2 separate regions of the Sus scrofa genome follow, and region 2 is linked to region 1. Evidence: chromatin contacts called from public Hi-C data. All regions are on one chromosome and are shown on one strand. Each heading gives the region's core, a stretch centred on a gene start, on an enhancer-like site or on the middle of the called end of the contact. The rest is flanking DNA. Distances are from core to core; before and after follow the strand shown.

Region 1 (2,624 bases), core at 48-2,547:
TTTTAAATTGGGAAATGGGAAAAGAAGAAATGTTTGATATGGAGTTTGGATTATACAGATGGCAGCAGCTGCAAATGCTGTCACATCAATGTAATAAGGCAAAAATGAAGGCTCCCAAAGGGGTCTAGGTGGCAATTCAGGAAGCAGCTTTGAGTCAGAAGTGGTGCAAGGCGACGTGCCAGGAAAGGAAGATGCCACCAGAATTGGCCTCATTCAGAGATAAACACATAGAAAGACAACATATGGGACACTGAAAGGGCCCACTGCACAGAAATAACTGTCCCATTACTTGGGCATGCCTAGAATTTTATTGTCATTCTTTATGACTTAAAGATTGTCAGCACTACAGCTAACCTTAGTTCACCTGTTCAAACCTCCTATTTCTCAGATGAGGACCTACTGTCTAGAATGTTAAGTGACTCACCCACAGCTGGACATTAATGACGTTTGGCGTTGCTCTCCCTATGGGCATCTGCAGGAGGAGACAGTTTTCAAAGAGGGCATCAGAAAAGAGCAGGTAGAAGGTTCCAGAGCTATGGGTGTCCCAATTCACAGTCAACATAATTTCCTTTTTCCTATAACCCCTAAGCCCCAGGAAAGTGAATGGGGAGGGAAAAAGCGGGAAGCACGAGAATACTGATAACGTTGAGAAGATTCTTAAAGCTTAAGAAGAAACTGTAAGTGCATAATGTGAATTAGACTTTTCATAATTTGTTCATTAAATACATTGAACATCAGTTTATGACAGGGATCTTCTGGTCTAGTGGGAGACAGGGAGATGTAAACAGATAAATTACAATAAAACCTGAAATGTGTGGTCTTAGATTATGAATCCAGTGCTCAGGGGAAGCTGAAGAGGCAACAACTATCTCCCCACAGAGGTCTTTGGGAAAGCTTTCCAGAGGAAGGTAAATTAGAGTGGGTATTGAGGGGGAAATAGGAGTTTGGCAGGTGGGAAAAATGTGAGAGAAGGCTCTAGGAGTTCTGTGCCCTGAGGTAGAGCCTAGAGAGTAGCTGCAGGTATAATAACTTTAGGAGTGACGGGAGGGTCCATGACAGGAGCACTCTGTGATTAGTGGAGAATGGGCTGAGCTAAGAAGTTGGCATTTTACCCTATAGCCTACAAAATCCACAAAGGCTGTGAAGCAGAGTGTGACAAGGACTCCTTGCTGAGCAGAACAGTGGCTTCAGTGGAGGATGGAAGGCAGAGGGAGAGAGAGGAGGGGGCTGGTGCAATACCCAGGCTGTGCTCATAAGTGAACTTGCCAGGACAAGCCAGGCAGGGCAGTGAAGAGTGGCTTGGACCCCACTCCCTGCAGCCATCTGTTCCTTCATACACAGGCTGTGCTTCCTCCCACTCCTGAGGCAGCAGAGCTTCTGAAGCTGACATTTAAAACAGTGGGGAAGGCTCAGAACAGGGGAGGCCTGTAGTGAAGGTCCCCCCACCCCAACTCCCACAGGTAAACAAGGAATGTCTCTATCCCTTCCAGGGAAACCGACAGCCTCTAATTCCAAGAAAAGCAGGACAGACCAGGCATTTTGGGGTGCAAAGCAGAGAAGACAGCCAGAGGAGGAGAAGTGCTTTAATCTGGTCATGGCTGGATACCAGCAGAACATATCAGAGTCAGCTCTAAGGTTGTCGCCAACTGCCCTAGGAACAGGCAGAGGGCCAGGGAGTCGGCTGATCCCCAGAGGCTGAGGTCATCTACTGACCCCTCAGTCTTTGGGCACGTATAGCAGCATTAGCATTACTAGCTGAGGACACCTTTCAGCTGAGCACTTGAAAAGAGTCCCTCATTGGGTAGCCTCCAGCTTAGCATAATACTGGGTCTGATAAATGATTCCTCAACGGAATTAAACTCAAGTGATTCACTTAATGAGACTCTTTCCTTATAGCTGTGTATATTGGAATAGAGCCCTCTGGCTTCCAGCAACATTTTTTTTTTTTTTTGGCTTTTTGGCTTTTTGTCTTTTTGTCTTTTTAGGGCCTCGCCTGCGGCATATGGAGGTTCCCAGGCTAGGGGTCAAATTGCATCTGCAGCTGCTGGCCTACACCATAGCCACAGCAACAGGGAATCCGAGCTGCATCTGTGACCTACAGCTCACAGCAAAGCCAGATCCTTAACCCACTGAGCAAGGCCAGGGATAGAACCTGAGTCCTCATGGATGCTGTCAGATTTGTTAACTGCTGAACCACGACGGGAACTCCTATTTAACCATACATTGTGATAACACTGTGACCCTGTCAGTCTTATGGATGTAAAACTCATGCACTTGGTTCTTTCCCGCTGCAGTGATATGTGCTCCAAAACTAGAGCTAGAGCTGTATAAACTTGGGCAGGGTGTTGGGGGTACACTGCATGTGGTAGAATGTGGCTGTTGCAGTGACTGGCTCTGGAACCTCTAAGTGCCCACCATCCACAGCCCCTTGAGAACCTGCCTTCCATCCAAGTTGCCATGAAGTATGTCATGAGACCTTGCCAATCTGGCCATACAGAAATAAGGTTCTGACAAAAACACTATGTCAAAAAGAAATCTCCACTCCTGTGTGCATAGCAGCATTATTTACAATAGCCCAGATGTGGGAACAACTAAGTGGCCATCAACAGATGACTGATAAAGAA
Region 2 (2,624 bases), core at 90-2,589, 310 kb before region 1:
GAGTTTCAAATTGCAGTAGCTTCTAGATATTAAAATTACCAAAGCTTTGGGAGATTTAATGACTCTATTCTTCTGAAAATGTCTCCTGAGTGTTCCTTTCCCAAATCTTAGGACGCCAGGTGCCAAGCAACTTCCTGTAGGATGTGCCCGTTAAACCAAAAGCAACTTTGCCTTCACACCAAGGCTTCAGGCCATAAGTCATAGCTACAGCTGCAAAGATTCATTCAGAAATGATGGTTCTCAAATGTAAAGAGAAGTGCTTTCTATCTTGAAGAGTCTGCTGTTAAGATATCAAAGGCTGGGCATGAGGCCAGGCCAGCACCTCTGGGAACTTCTATTAGCTAAGCTACATGCATTCTGTAAAGAAGCAGAGCCATGTCCATTATACCCCAAACCAAAAGGTTGCTCAGAGGCTGTTACAACATCACAGAAAAGGGCGATACCACTTACTTTGTACATCATGTTTCCTTCCTCCATCAATTTCTGTAAAAGTATAATCAAAATATCAGGTTTGGAAGTAGCCATCGCCCAAGCAGCATTTCCTGCAAAATAAACATGCGTTCAGAGGCACTGCAGCGGTCCTGGAGGAAGGGAACTCAATACTTCTGTGGTCCCACCATAGCTGAGCCCACAAACTGCAGGGAACCCCACCTGTGTGTCCTGCAGGCCTGGGACAGCAGCAGCTAAGGAAGGGGAGTGCATGGAGAGAGTGGCACCCAGTGGCAGCCAGTCCTTGCAGTGGGAAAAAGTACTGGTATGTGGAGGCACCAGCACTGCCAGGATCCCCCCCGCACCCCCCATGGGGATTTGCTTCTGAATCATCTCATTTTCCCATAGAGCCTGTCACAGCCTTGACCATGGGTGGGCAGAGGCATCTCTTCTTAACAGGATCACCAGCAACTCCACCCTGAGCTGAGGATGCCAGGTTCAGCCCTTCCGCGCCCCCTCCCATGGCCACTTCTCTCCAGCCTCAACTAAGCCCCTTCTGCACACGTGCTGGGAGCAGTGCCCTCAGGTCAGGTCCACGCTGCAACCTGCTGCTCACTAGGGGCTCAGGGGGACTACTGGCCGCCTTCAGGCTTGGGTCTCCTCCTTTGTAACCTGATGTTATTATCACAACTGTCTGACAGGATAGGTGAGGATTAAATATCTTAAAACATGAAACTGCTCAAAATAGTTCCTGACACTGTGAGCTGCTCACTAAATTATTTCACTCTCTTCATCTTGGGCCCTCCCCATAACTGCTGGCAGCCAAAGGTCTGTCATTCAACCTGAACAGGGCCATCTGGTTACAACACAGAGGGGCTCTCCCTTCTCAGAGCTCCCACCACCAATGTGATCCTCAAGTTAGCCTGAACGTTCCCTCCCAGAAGCCACTTCCCTTCCCAGCTGACCAGACGCCTCCTGAACAGTGATTCCCACGCTCGGCTGCTCAGTACAACCACCTGCAGAGTTTCGGCCACTGACCCTGGGTCGTTCCCAGGAACCCCCGCACCTGCTCCCACCCTCCCCGAGTGCTGGGCTCCTCTTCAACACTGGCCTCTGCCTTCTGCCCACTCAGGCATCTTTTAAATACTCCCAATGACGGTGATTAACTGAGCCATAGGGAAAGATGAAAAGCCTCTCCAAACACCTGATCTCTTGGTTCTTAACCTGGCAACAGCTGAGTACGGCCCCCGGCATATACCCCCAAACCCGAAGCCGCCTGCCCTCCTGCAGCTGGACTGGGGCATTTACTGACCTAACTTGGCTCCTTTCCTCAGCAGCGTAACTACTACAGACGTGTTCCGACAACCGATGGCTCTGTCCAAGGGCCGCATGCCGCTGTGGTCCACGTGCTCGATCACGGCCCCCTTGTCCACCAGATACAGCACCTGCAGAGGGGAGAGCACAGGCCCTGAGGGCGCAGGTGGCAGGAGCACTCCCCTCGCTCACCACAGCTGCTGCAGAAGCTGGTGGGCTTTGCTCACTCTCCGACCTTAGATGCCTCTGGCCTGACGGGATCCTAGGATGGAGATGAAGCTGATACAGAACAGAGAATGAGAGCTACAATCCACAGCTCAAACTTGCTCTGCTAAAGGGATTTTGATGTCAGCAGAGAGGAAGGCAGGTGGTGCTCCCAGGGCGTGTGTCCCTGCACCCACAGATCACAGATGGCTACACTCACGTCACCCTCTCTCTCACCCCATTTCCCCAGGCCACAGAAATGAGACACAGTCACCTTTTCATCTCCAATTACTTAGGAGGCAGCCTTCCGCCACAGCTCCAACCTGCTGGCAGGTTATGGCAATGGGCACTTCAGAAACCCTCCGATCCACACAGCCTGTGTGTGGAAGCTGGAAAAATTAGCAGCTTTGGCGCCAGCTAGACCTGATGGTAAATCACTTTCATGCTTAAGAGACTCAAATATAAAGATGGCAAGTTTGAAACCACGGTGTAAAGACTAACTTAATGTGATAAAACAGCTGTCACTTCCACTAAACAAAGAACACCAGCAAAAACAATGCTGGTCACTGAAACTGCTCTATTCATTGGAAAAGAAGTCTATAGCCTGCTTAAGTTTCAGTCCCCCAGCTGCTCAAAATGACACTAGAGGGATCAATATCCAGAATATATAAAGAACT

What was found. Hi-C and Micro-C count contacts between places; a contact is called where the count stands out from the background.
Region 2: a Hi-C map of fetal heart ventricle shows a contact between it and region 1, with 4 times the contacts expected there. The contact joins two enhancer-like sites. A contact is called at or near these places in 3 of 47 Hi-C or Micro-C datasets (embryonic fibroblasts, fetal heart ventricle and heart right ventricle) and 1 of 2 datasets of contacts at active chromatin or transcription factors (skeletal muscle).

The regions. Positions count from the first base shown.
Region 1 is chr15:65,849,109-65,851,732 of Sscrofa11.1, reverse strand. The region is part of intron 2 of LOC110256997 (a long non-coding RNA gene); the gene reads right to left. Among named protein-coding and RNA genes, the nearest start is that of DAPL1, 54 kb to the right of the region's middle. Within about 2 kb of position 1,297, at least 8 of the 83 cell types and tissues checked have an H3K27ac peak or open chromatin away from gene starts, as enhancers often do.
Region 2 is chr15:66,155,971-66,158,594 of Sscrofa11.1, reverse strand. TANC1 (protein TANC1) reads right to left here. Exons shown (of 26, transcript XM_021074763.1): 22 at 1,742-1,874; 23 at 451-542. Among named protein-coding and RNA genes, the nearest start is that of WDSUB1, 82 kb to the left of the region's middle. Within about 2 kb of position 1,339, at least 7 of the 83 cell types and tissues checked have an H3K27ac peak or open chromatin away from gene starts, as enhancers often do.